Linked DNA regions of Sus scrofa: region 2 is linked to region 1. The links are chromatin contacts, called in public HiChIP or PLAC-seq maps. All regions are on one chromosome and are shown on one strand. Each heading gives the region's core, a stretch centred on a gene start, on an enhancer-like site or on the middle of the called end of the contact. The rest is flanking DNA. Distances are from core to core; before and after follow the strand shown. Region 1 has its middle 20 kb from the start of TLR10. Region 2 overlaps TLR6 (toll like receptor 6).

What was found. HiChIP or PLAC-seq counts read pairs in DNA pulled down with a chosen protein or histone mark.
Region 2: an H3K27ac HiChIP or PLAC-seq map of alveolar macrophages shows a contact between it and region 1. The contact joins two enhancer-like sites. A contact is called at or near these places in 16 of 47 Hi-C or Micro-C datasets (alveolar macrophages, blood, embryonic fibroblasts and 7 more) and 1 of 2 datasets of contacts at active chromatin or transcription factors (alveolar macrophages).

What each region holds. Positions count from the first base shown.
Region 1 is chr8:30,111,734-30,118,616 of Sscrofa11.1, reverse strand. No RefSeq gene overlaps it. Among named protein-coding and RNA genes, the nearest start is that of TLR10, 20 kb to the left of the region's middle. Within about 2 kb of position 3,331, at least 49 of the 83 cell types and tissues checked have an H3K27ac peak or open chromatin away from gene starts, as enhancers often do. A contact at or near this core is called in alveolar macrophages, where this site is marked.
Region 2 is chr8:30,165,060-30,171,942 of Sscrofa11.1, reverse strand. All of the region lies in intron 1 of TLR6 (toll like receptor 6), which reads left to right. Among named protein-coding and RNA genes, the nearest start is that of TLR6, 12 kb to the left of the region's middle. Within about 2 kb of position 3,387, at least 5 of the 83 cell types and tissues checked have an H3K27ac peak or open chromatin away from gene starts, as enhancers often do. A contact at or near this core is called in alveolar macrophages, where this site is marked.

The sequences.
Region 1 (6,883 bases), core at 2,082-4,581:
TTCTAGATGGTGCTAACATTCATGCCAAGGGTGCATTCTTCTGATAATCCCAAATCTGTTTATCTTTTTTTTTTTTTTTTTTTTTTTTTTGGCTTTTTAGGGCTGTACCCGAGGCATATGGACGTTCCCAGGCTAGGACTTGAATCAGAGCTACAGCCGGCCTACACCACTGTCACAGCAACGTGGGATCCAAACCGAGTCTGCGACCTACACCACAGCTCACAGCAACGCTGGATCCTTAACCCACTGAGCGAGACCAGGGACTAAACCTGCAACCTCACAGATCCTGGTTGGGCTTGTTCACTGCTGAACCATGAAGGGAACTCCCTCAAATCCATTTATCTTGAGGCGAGGAGCTATGCTGAGTTCCATCTGGTGGTGGGTTCAGTATCTCTCTTGTCAAACTAGGTGTCCACATCTCAGCATTCCAAAGCTGCAATGCTAGTTCCAGAGTCCCACCAAGTCAACAAGCTCAGCTCACTCATCATCAGCGAAACGCAATCAAAACCACAATGAGATGCCACCTCACACCCGTCAGAATGGATATCATCAAAAAGGCCAGAAATGACAAGGTTGGTGAGGATGTGGAGAAAAGGGAGCTCTTGAGCACCGTACAGAGAAAGGTAAATTGACGCAGGCATTGCAAAACACAGTAGGGATTTTTTTTTTTTTACCAAAAAAATTAAAAAACAAAACTACCACATGACCAGCAATTCCACACCTGAGTACTTATGTGAAGAGAACAAAAACACTAATTTGAAAAGAATCCACTCCCCCACGTTCATTGCTGCACTATTTAGAACAGCAAAAAGAGAGAAGTAACCTAAGTGCCTATGGATGGTGACTGAATATAGAAAATGTGGTATAGAAGTTCCTGTCATGGCTCAGTGGAAATGAATCTGCCTGGCATCCATGAGGACGCAGGTTCGATCCCTGGCCTCGCTCAGTGGGTTAAGGATCTGGCACTGCCGTGAGCTGTGGTATAGGTCACAGATGTGGCTTGGATCCCAAGTTGCTGTGGTTGTGGCTAGGTGAGTGGCTACAGCTCCGACTGGACCCCTAGCCTGGGAACCTCCGTACGCCGAGGGTTCGGCCCTAGAAAAGACAAAAAGACAAAAAAAAAAAAAATCTTGCCATCCGTGACGACATGAGTAGATCCTGAAGACATTATGCAAAGTGAAGTAAGAGAAAGACAAATACTACATGATCTCACTTCGATGCGGAATCTCAAACAAAAACAAAACCTAACCAAAAAACCAAGCTCACAGATACAGAAAACCAGTAGGTGGTTGCCAGAGGCAGGGGTCAGAGTGGGGGTGAAAAGAGTGAAGGGGCTCAAAAGGTACAAATTTCTAGCTATAAACTAAGTCATGGGGGTGTGAGACACAGCATGGGGACTATAGTTAATAACACTGGCTTATTTGAAAGCTGCTGAAAGCATAGATCCTAAAAGTTCTCATTATAAGAAAAACATTTGGTAACTATGTATGGTGACAGATGTTAATGAGAATTATTGCAATGCTCCTTCTGCAACATATCCAAAGAGCAAATCGTTATGTGGTACCCCTGAAACTAATCTCATATTACTATGTCCGTTATGCCTCAATTAAAAAAATTGAGAACCATAAGACAATCCTACTAGTGCTTAGAGTTTTATCCGAAAATAAAAATAGTAATTTGAAATGTGATGTCATATTAAATGATTCTGCTAGAGAAATAGATAAATAAACCATCAAAAATAGAACATTATTAATTGGGGTGCACATAAATATACAGTATGAACCACCAAGTCTTATAAGTATACCAGTCAGCTTTAAAGAAAATGTGACTGTGACTAAATAACCAGCTCAGAAAGGCCTAATTAAAGAGACACCAAAGGAAAGAGAAAAACACAGCATGTTCATTCCAATCGAAATAGTACCGTAAGTATGTATAATCAAAACAAGGATCTGGTGAAATTTTTCTATAACTCTTACAGCATGAAAGTTTAAATTTCTGCTCATTTAAAATATTGTCAGGAGTTCCCGTCGTGGCGCAGTGGTTAACGAATCCGACTAGGAATCATGAGGTTGCGGGTTCGGTCCCTGCCCTTGCTCAGTGGGTTAAGGATCCGGCATTGCCGTGAGCTGTGGTGTAGGTTGCAGACGCGGCTCGGATCCCACGTTGCTGTGGCTCTGGAGTAGGCCGGGGGCTACAGCTCCGATTGGACCCCTAGCCTGGGAACCTCCATATGCCGCGGGAGCGGCCCAAGAAATAGCTAAAAAAGACTAAAAAAATAAAAAAATAAAATAAAATATTGTCAAACACTTGGGGTCTTTTCTATAATATTTTTCTGAAAAAAGTGAAGAAAAATCACTAAATGCTTTTAATACTTAACAATAAATTATGCAGATGAAGTTGTGAATAATTAGCCCATTGGGCAAAACCAAATTTGGGCCCTTTGCTATTTCCCTTTTTCGGTTTCTGAACATGATCATTTCAGGGTCCATAAGTACGCAAAGACTGTAAAATGGTATCATACCTCTAAGACTTGACAATTTATATCGCAAGTTTACATTAGAATTTTAAAACATCTTATTCTTCAAAAAGTTCAGGAAATCAGCTCCCTCAAACCACATTTGTGGTTTTTAGAATCAAAATAAGTAGCTGAACTACATGTTACACAAGATGCAAACACACACACACAAAAGCGCTTTCCTCAAAACTGGTTTCAACATCTCAGCATTTCCAAGCTACTGAGCAGGGATCCAGAGTCTCCCTGAGTCTCACGAATATCAATTTATGCACATAAACCGAGAGGAGTGAACACCCCAACAGCCAAGCTTTTCTTCCCACTTTAATGCAAATCGGATGCAGTTTAATGCTTTGTTCCCTACGGAGACCCAGGAGAGGACGGAGGGGGAGATTGTCTCGGTTGCCAGAACCTTAGAAAAAACCTAGAGCCAACATCTTCCTTAGACTTTACAGGCAAAAAGCTGGAAAAGCTTTAAACTGAATCGATCTAATAGATTAAAAACTGAATAGATAGACATTTGTTTTTTCTTTTTAAATCTTTATCTTAAAACCCAGCTTCAAGCCCCCAAAGGACACAAATGAGAGACGAAGACCACAAAAAAAAAAAAAAAAAAAAAAAAAAAAAAAAAAGAAGAAGAAGAAGAAAAAAGAAAAACCAGACCAAAAATAAATAAAAGGACAGAGAGAAACAGCAGCAGGCATGGCGGGAGCCAGCGGTACTGCGACATCCCATTTTGCAGCGCGCATCTAACCTTGAAGCCAGGGCCTCACAGAAGTCCGGTTAGAAGCAGTTTCACTTCGCTGGTTGCTCCCCGCGGGCCTTTCCGGAGGCGGAAAGCAGAAGTTCACGACCTTAAAATAGATCCTATTGTGCATGCAAGAGCAACTCCAGCAGCAAGACGTCCCTTGGGGTTAGCCCACCACGCAGTTCTCAGGTTGGCTCGCTCCATCCCATCTGTATGGACCCTTTAGAAGCCTAACTTGGCTTTGGGGGCAACTGGGCAGTGTGTGCTGAAGCCTTTGGCCACTTAGCGTTTTGCACGTTCGGCAGTAAGGTCTTTAATGAGCCGCCCTCGTGTCAGAGAAAGAATATACCGAGAAGACCCATCCGACCTCTCCACAGCTCACCTTGACGGGACACCTGCCACATGAGTCGCACTTTCGAGGACGGGACCACAGGAGGCTCGTGGGATGTGGAATGTTAAAAGAAAGCCGCCCTCGTTTTCTCTTTTGTTTCTCATTTTTCTTTCCTCTGCCTCGTCACTACCTCTGAAAGGCGTGCAATGGGGCCGCTTTTCGAGTCTCCTTAATTCTTACTGCCCGCCCATTTCAAACCAACAAGGCAGAAATGTTGACAGCTCCAGCATGGGTATCACCTGAGAGCTTGTTAGTACTGCAGGATTTCAGGCTCCATCCCAGACTTACTGAATTCGAATCTGCCTTTTAAACAAGACCCCAGCTGATTCTTATGCCCCACAGGGTTTGAGAAGTACTAAGAAACTTTGAAACTGAACGGAGGTCTTGCCCGCGGGGACCGGCCCGCGTGTGAAGGGTCACAGCGACACCGTGTGGTTATATTAGTAGTTGCTGTTGCGCTTTCTGGTGGGCAAGAGGCTATTTGACAGAACAGCAGTTTATTATTCTCACTGGAGGCAACAGATGAAGTCGTACTAGTGCCCAAAGGGCTCCGGGTTTGGCCTCTCTCCACTACGCTGTCAAAGAGATGGGATCCTTTTCTAAGGATGCCCTCTACCTGATTCGTGAACGGCTTATAGCCACAGCCATTCTGTGCACCATGAACAACAGGATCAACCGATCTCAAAGTATTTCTTTCCATTTTACAAGATTTATCAGAATATTCATAAAGCTACTGAGACAAGTGGCACAAGGATGGTTCTAGAGATCATCTAGATGAGTGATCCCCACCTTTCAAACATGAGGCTCGCTTTGTAACAGTGGTTGATATTTTTTGAATGTTTACTGTTTTGAGCACTGCTCTAAGCACCTCCATGCAGTTAGTCAATTAAGCCTCACGTTAATTCAGGGAGATAGGTGCTATATCATCTCTAGTTTGTGGACCCCTATTTGGCAGTAATTTTGTTTGTAATGTTTATTGGTTGAGAAAAATCTATACTAACAAGAAATAATTGTTATGACTCAAAAATGATTTTGATTGAATTATGATTTGAAAATGATTTTGCATTGAATTAAACCCAATCACTTCTACATATACTTAGGGAAGAGAAGTGCAGGCACATAAGATATGTTATTAACCAGCCTCAGACTGTGTTGGAGGCATATGTCAGCTTGGAACCTCTTGCAACAGCTCTAAAGCTCTCCAGAGGCAGTCTGGAAGCCCCCAACGTGGAAGCACACCCCAAATCCTTTATTGATGCCTTACCACTCAATCCTGAATGTGGTAGATTTCATCTAGTCTCTGATGATTGACAGGATCAGGCTTGCCTTGGCCTTGGATGGGGGACTTCTGGGGAGGATGAAACGGATTTCAAAGTTCCCCATGGTTACACATGTAGCTTGAAAAGTGACATTATAGAGACAAACAGACTCCATGGAAAATTTCTCCCTTCTATTCTCCAACCTATGCACCCTAGAAAGAATCATTTTCCTAACACACAATTCTTTGTGTGTGTGTGTGGCTGCATCCTTGGCATGTGGAAGATCCCGGGCCAGGGGTTGAAACCGTGCCACAGCAGCAACCCGAGCCTCTGCAGTGACAACACTGGATCCTTAACCCACTGTGCCACAAGAGAACTCTCTAAAACACAGTTCGGTTTGAGTTACTCCCCAACACAAAGTTATCTCCAACAATGTCTAGCTAGTTATGTAAGAGAAAGCCTTAATCTGATTATCCAGGTTTTCAAAGTAAAATCTAATACCAACTGACTTGCTTGTTGCTCCTCCTTGGCTCTGTCTAGATTAATCCTCTTGTCTGTGTTGCCAGTAGAAAAGGATAGCCTCAGAGGAGACCTCTAGGAGGCCAGATGGTGGCTAACATGACCCTTCCCAGGAAGCAGTGCCTTGGTTAAGTCACTTGGAATGCATAGGTAGGTCCTACATAGATACAGGAAAACAGTACTGGAAGTAACAGATAGCCTTCTCTCAAGATCAAGCATGAGTTTTACTGTGAAAAATATCATTGCCGAGTTGGCCAAATAAGTGTATGTGCTGGTGGGAATTCTCTTCCGCAGGCCCTCGGTGGAAGAAAGAGCATAAGCAGAAGGTTGCTTGGTCAGTGCAAGTCTTGGCCATTTTGTATTTCTGGCTGCCCAGTTTCAATCCCCTCTTATTAAAAGTCCATCATTTTCCAGAGTTCCCATCATGGCTCAGCAGAAACGAATCTGACTAGCATCCATGAGGATGTAGGTTCGATCCCTGGCCTGGCTCAGTGAGAGAAGGATCTGGTGTTGCCATGAGCTATGGTGTAGGTCACAGACATGGCTCAGATCCCGTGTTGCTGTGGCTGTGGCGTAGGCTACAGTTCTAATTCGACCTCTAGCCTGGGAACCTCCATATGCCGTGGGTTTGGCCCTAAAAAGACAAAAAAAGAAAGAAAGAAAGAAAGAAAAGTCCATCATTTCCTTTTGGGCATCCTTTCTTCCTGCTGGATGTAGTCTGGGAGACAGGGACCAAGATTCCAGAATTCCCTCCTTAATGGGTAGGGAGGTGGCCCAAGTGAGGACAGTTACATCATCTCTTCCAGCTATTTGAAGCTTGACTGGAGGATCAAAGAAATAGAACTCTATTTCATGCCAGCCTTCCAGAACCTCCCTTTAGACTTCTTGCTGGTGTTTGAATCCTATCCTCCAGAAATATCCTAGTTTCTGCCTGTTTCCTCATCTCCACCATTATTGATTCTGTGAGCCCCCAACATCCTTCCAAAAATGTTTCTTTTAAGTTATTGTGCTATGTAGTTATTGCTAGAATAATGTTGTATAAAAAAACCCAAGATGAAATAGAAACGATGAATGGACCCATCACAAGAACTGAAATCGAAACTGTGATTAAAAAACTTCCAACAAACAAAAGTCCAGGACCAGATGGCTTCATAGACAAATTCTATCAAACATTTAGAGAAGAGCTAACACCTATCCTTCTGAAACTATTTCAAAAAATTGCAGAGGAAGGGATACTCTGAAACTCCTTCTATGAGGCCACCATCACCCTGATACCAAAACCAGACAAAGACTCCACAAAAAAAGAAAACTACAGGCCAATTTCACTGATGAACATCGATGCAAAAATCCTCAACAAAATACTAGCAAACCGTATCCAACAATACATTCAAAGGATTGTACATCATGATCAAGTGGGATTTATCCCAGGGATGCAAGGGTTCTTCAATATCCGC
Region 2 (6,883 bases), core at 2,138-4,637, 53 kb before region 1:
TTCTAGGGCCACTTCCCGTGGCATATGGAGGTTCCCAGGCTAGGGGTCGAAGGAAACCTTACTGCTTTTTTTTTTTTTTTTTTGTCTTTTTGCTATTTCTTGGGCCACTCCCGCGGCATATAGAGTTTCCCAGGCTAGGGGTCGAATCGGAGCTGTAGCTGCTGGCCTATGCCAGAGCCACAGCAACGCTGGATCCAAGCCGTGTCTGCAACCTACACCACAGGTCACAGCAACGCCGGATCGTTAACCCACTGACCAAGGGCAGGGACCGAACCCGCAACCTCATGGTTCCTAGTCAGATTCGTTAACCACTGCGCCACGACAGGAACTCCCCTTACTGCTTTTATTGTGCTCTTTAGGATTACATCAAGTGAGGAGGGGGTTGTAGGTGCAGGATATAGTTCTTTTATTATTTTAAAAGTTCTTTTATTATTTTAAAAGTCACATAGCTGGTAGCTGGTTAAGCTTTTATTCTGACCTTTAGGTATTTAACAGTCATTAGCACTGAGGAAGCCTGGCATTAGCTGTCTATGCATGGCATCTAGAGAATCAGCATTGTGCTTCCTCAGATGGCATGTTTATCTGCCATAAGCTTAATCTGCGGTTAAGCTTATGGCATGCTTAACCTGGGTGCCTAGGTTTGCACCTCATTCTCCTTGCCAATGCATATTCTGCTAACGACCACTCATAAACTCCCTGGGACCATGAGATTCCTCTCTCTCTTATTTTAACAGGACATAGCATGCTGTGCAAATGGGCGTGCCTATCTGCACAGGTCCAGCATGCCTAGACCAATGCATTATGTCCTCATTCAGCTGACCATATGAATAACTTATGCCTTTTGGTCTTTGTTCTTAAAGTTATTTACCAGCACTGGGACTGTTTTTCAAGCAGGAATATGGGGTAAAGTAAAGCAGGACAAGATGGAGTTTTCAGCATAGAAGATAGTAGCAAAGAGGCTAAGAAAAGATTGTAGAAACATGTCTCCCAACAAGATAGGGGTCCAATTCTATTCTTTTACATGTGCATATCCATTCTTCCCAACACCATTTTTTGGTGAGACAATCCTTTACCTGTTGAGTATTCTTGACTCTCTTGTCAATTATTGACCATATACGTATAGCTTATGTTTTGGCTCTTGATTTTGTTCCACTGGCATGTGTATCATATTATGCCAATACCATATTTTTTGATTACTATAGCTTTGTAATACAGTTTGAAATCAGGAAGTATAATGCTCCAGTTTTGTTCTCTTTCAGATTGTTTTGGGTGTTCAGGGACTTTTGTGATTCCATATGAATTGTAGGAATTTTTTTTTCATTTCTGTGGAAAATGCCATTGGAATTTGATAGGAAATGCACTGAATCTACAGATGGCTTTGGGTAGTATGGATATTTTAACAATGTTAAGTCTTCTGATCCATGGACATTGCATATATTTGTGTCTTTTCCAAGTTCTTTCATCAGTGCCTTATAGTTTTCAAGGTACAGGTCTTTAACCTCCTTGGTTAAATTCATTCATAGGTATTTTAGTCTTTTCGATGCATTCGTAAATGGGATCGTTTTCTTTATTTTTCATATACTTTGTTGTTAGTGCATAGAAGCACAACTGATTTTGTATGTTTGTTTTATATCCTGCAACTTACTGAATTTGTTTATTCTAATAGGTGGTGTGGGTTTTTTTGGTGAAATATTTAGGATTCTCTCTATATAAAATCATATCATCTGCAAACAGAGATAATTTTACCATTTCCTTTCCAATTTGGATGCCTTTTATTTCCTTTTCTTGCCTAGTTGCTCTGGCTAGGACTCTCAGTACTATGTTGAATTGGAGTGGTGAGAATGCTTCTTGCTCACTTCTTATTTTAGTCCATCACTGACTAGGGGTAGAAATCTTGGATAGCTGGAGGGTGATGGTCTGTAGAAGGAGAACTTAGTATTCGGACCCCCTCCCATCAGTAGCATTGTGGTGAAAGAAATGTTACTTAATTACCTGGTCATTACTCATCCTTAGTATTTGAGTCAGAGACAAACAATGAGAGGGACAAAATTCCTTCCTACTTTTCGGAAGGTGTCTATTTTCCTGAAAACGAAGCTTGAGTAGGATAGGTTTTCCTTCCTATAGCTCTAGATACGTCTTTCTGAGTGTCGATGCTTTGGGATCCTGCTGTTAATTTTCTATCCTCCTTTATTTTCAATGGTAAAGTAAGTTTTTGAGAGTTTCTGTGTGTTCATGGGTGTTTTGGTGGGCAGTTGGAAAATTCTGTATTGGAGGAGCAGGAAGGGACTTTTAACTACTATATGCCATTTTGTCATGAAATTTCCCCAGCCCAGAAGAGTTTTTACTCTTCTGAAGAGCGACTAATTGAAACCCTACTCATCTCTTAACTATTTTGCCATTTCCAATCTGCCCTCAAGTGATGAACAGTGGATCCCTTTGTTAATAAAACTGAATGACAGCAAATAGTCAAAATCTGTTCTCAATTTTTCTTGTTACACAGGGTCCTACTTAAGAAATACTGTTAAAAAAATAATAAGCTGTTTAAAAAAAATGCTGTTGCCTGCTCTTGTCCCATCAGGGCTCCTGGATGCTTTTTTTTTTTTTGCAGATCAGATCCTGAACAGGGTTGAGTGAGTCTCACAGCTCTAGACCTTTGTCCTAGTTGCAATATTGGTTCTGTGGGCTTGTACACCTGCCTCCACCCCTCAGCCAAGAAATCTTTTCTCATTCACTCAGCACCATTGTCATGAGAGGCAGTGTCTGTAATGTGTTATAGTACAGTGAGACTAGGCTCTGGGGAAATTTTTCTCTCTTACATTCGACAGATTTATCCTGGCAGGCTTTCTGATTTCTTCAGTGTGCTTTTGCATTTTTCTCTAACTTCTGTTTTATCAGTGTGTCAACTGTATGAAGTTGATGACTTTAGATCATCAAGTGCCAAATCCTGCCCCTCTGAATCTCTTGCTTTTGTTCTGAGTTGGAAAAACACATATCCATTTTTATGGGAACTGAATCAAAAATGAGATCCTGTGACTAAAAAAATTTCCTGTAACTGGAAAGAGTGGGGTATGTATGTTATCTCAACTGCCCCTCACCATTCTGTGAGAGCCCTTCTAACCTCTACCTATAGGTGGTCCCAGGCAGGTATGGTTGTGGGCACTCGGGTGTAGGTGCAGGAGGATGCCCTGTAGCCATCACAGCTGGCACTGCTGCTCTCAGGATGCTGCTGTGGAGTAAGGTGGCTGTGGATACTTGTCTGTCCTTGCCAGCTTTTGTGCCCTGTTGGGGCTCATAGATGTTTTTGGTGCAGACCAGAGCGACGTGGTATAGACGCATGAGTGTATGTCTGAGTTTCTAGGACTGGCTTCTTGCTTGACCTTTTGCACAGTTTTTTTTCACCTCTTTGTAACAAGCATGGGGTCTGTGGGCTGCATGACTCCTCAGCTAGTCATCAGTGCCCAGTTTGACCTGTATTAATTGTATCTTATAGAATGGCTCAATGAATGGTAATATCATTTCTGCCAGCCCAGCTATAGCTGGTTTTAGTGAGATCCAGTTCATGCAAGTAAAGAGTATAAGCAGTTCTTCCTTTAACACAAACTTGGCCTCATTCCTATCCTCATCTCCCCTCACAAAACGATTTATTCCCTGTATATGCCATAGAGATTTAGCCATCAAGCTACAGGCAGATGGACCTACCAACCTGGCCTTCATACCTGTCAACCACCTTCCTCCCCTTCCTTTTCCTCTCATGTTGTTTTGGCCAAACTGAGTTGAGGATCTGAAAGTCTAGCCCACTGCTGGCACGCTCTGCAATGCCCACCTGGAGGACTTCTCAGGCTCATCACCACATTCAGATCCATAAGTCCTAATAGACCACACTTGGTCCAAGTTTACCAAGAAGGACTCAGGGGTGGAAACAGAGCTCAGGTTCTCTACTTGGTTTAAATAGTTCAAACACAGAACTTTCCGAATACTATTTACAATTCAATGGTCATTTTTATCATAAATAATGTTTTCTGATAATACAGCTGACATTCTCCATGTATCAGGTTTTCAGAAAAAGAGTTAGATCAAATTAGTCCATGGAGAAGGAGAGAAGTGGATTTGTTAACCCTTCACCAATGAAGAGTCATTGGTTGCAGCAGATGGCTAAGTGTCCTGCCAAATTGAATACTGGTGTAGACTCTTGAAAATGTCTTGTAGTTTCTAGCAATAACTCCTTGCCTTCCCTTTTGTACAACATTTCATCAAAATCTTATACCAGCCAGGGATAAAACACTGCCTTTTGAAAGAGCAGAAAGTATTCTCTAAGTCCACCAAAAGGAGACCACAGTCATGTAATTAACTTTCAAGACAGTTGATTTAAAGTCTTTGTCTAGGAGTTCCTGTCGTGGCACAGTGGAAACGAATCCAACTAGGAACCACGTGGTTGCGGGTTCAATCCCTGGCCTCACTCAGTGGGTTTAGGATCTGGCATTGCCATGAGCTGTGGTGTAGGTCACAGACAACAGCTCGGATCTGGCATGGCTTTGGCTGTGATGTAGGCCAGCAGCTACAGCTCCAATTAGACCCCTAGCCTGGGAACCTCCATATACCATGGGTGCAGCCCTAAAAAGATGAAAGACCAAAAATAATAAGACTATGTTTCCATTCTTAGTATAGTCAAAAGAAATAAAATCTTTTTAAAAAAAGTCTTTGTCTAGTAAGTCAGTACCTGTGCTTCCTCAGGGATCATTCAGACTTCTCTCCTTCTTTTTAAAAATTAATGAACTTTATTTTTTAGAGCAGTTTTATGTTTACAGAAAAACTGAGGAAATACATGAGAGTTCTCATATACCCCATCTCCACTGCACATAATTTCCCCTGTTACAACATTTTGCTTTAGTATGGAACATTTATTATGATTGATGAACCAATATTGATTTTTGCTTTTCAGGGCCGCACCTGTGGCGTATGGAGGTCCCCAGGCTAGGGGTCAAATAGGAGCTACATCTGCTGGCCTACACCACAGCCACAGCAACACAGGATCCAAGCTGCATCTGTGACCTACACCACAGCTCACGGCAACACCAGATCCTTAAGCCACTGAGTGAGGTCAGGAATTGAACCCGCAACCTCATGGTTCCTAGTCGGATTTTTTTCTGCTGTGCCACAACAGGAACTCCCATGTTTATTAACTGAAGTCTATACATTAGGATTAAATCTTTGGGTTGTACAGTTCTGTGGGTTTTGACAAATATGTAAGGTTATATATCCATCACTACAATATCCTATGAAATAGTTTCACTGCCCTAAAAATCCTCTGTGCTCTGCTTATTCATCCCTCCCTCCCCCAACCCTTGGAAACCACTGACCTTTTTATTGTCTTTTTAGTTTTGCCTTTTCCGGAATGTCATAGAGTAGCAATCACAGTCGGGAGCCTTTTCAGATTGGCTTCTTTCACTTAGCAATCTGCATTTTGGTTCCTCCATGACTTTTTGTGGCTTGGTAGCTCCTTCCTCCTTGTTGTTGAATAATATTCCATTGTATAGATGTGCCAGAGTTTGTTTATCTTTCACCTATTGAAGGACATCTTGTCGCTTTCAGTTTTGGGTAGTCATGAATAAAGCTGCTATAAATATTCACATGCAGGTTTTTGCGTGGACATAGTTTTTCAGTTCATTTGGGTTAATGCCTAGGAGTGTGATTGCTAGATCATAGGGTAAGATTGTGTTTAGCTTTGTAAGAAACCATGAGACCATCTTCAAAATGATTGTCTGTATCATTCTGAATTCCCACAAGCAATGAGTGCAAGTCCCTGGTGCTCCATATCCTCATCAACATTTGATGTTGTTTCAGGATTTTAACCATTCTAATAGATATATAGTGATATCTTGTTGTTGTTTTTTTTTTTTATCTTGTTTTAATTTGCAGTTCCCTTATGACATATGACCATATCAAGTATCTTTACATGTCTTTATTTGCTATTGATATATCTTTGGTGAAATATCTTTTCAGATTTTTTTTGCCCATTTTAAAACTGTGTTATTTTCTTGTTGAGTTCTTCATGTATTTGGCGTACAAATTCTTTATCAGATATGTGTTTTTTGCAACTATTTTCTCCCAGTCTGTGACTCATCTTTTCATTTTCTTAACTTTGTCTTTTGTAAAGCAGAAAATAATTTTAATGAAGTTCAATTTAACTTTTTTCTTTTACAGAGTGTGCTTTTGATGTTGCATCTAAAGAGTCACTGTCAAATTCAAGGTCACCTAGATTTTCTCTTATACTATTTTCTAGAAGTTTTATAGTTTTGTATTTTACATTTAAGCCTATAAGCCATTTTGAGCTAGACCTTCATTTTTTCCCTTTCTTCCTTCTTTCCTTCCTTCCTTTCTTATTTCTTTGCCTGCCTCATCATTCTTTTGCTTAAAGCAAATGTTTTGAATATTATAAGGTGGTAACTCTGAAAACATTAGAATGGGATAACTCAGATTCTACCCTCTCCCAGGGTTTGTTGTCACTGCTTGCTATGGGGTGTGGTTGTTTAGTGATGTTGCTAAATTATATTTGTAAAGACTGTATTCCTTCTTAGAAGTGGCCATTGGATTCTCTGTTCCATTGGCTTAGTGGTCAGCTAGTGATTTGACAGGGATTTCCTTAAACACCTAGAGGAAAAAAACAAAACAAAACAAAAACCACCTGCTCTTTGCAGACCGGTGTGGAAGCACTTCCTCAGTGCTTATCCAGGCCATTTACAACTCTGCCTTAGCCTTTATTTTCTGCTTGCACAGAGCCTAAAAGTCAAGCAGAGTGAAAGTTTAGGATTTTCTCAGGTCTTCTCTGCATGCGTCGAGCCCTGGGCATGTGTGTGGCCTTCTAGATTGTCTGGTATACATGGAG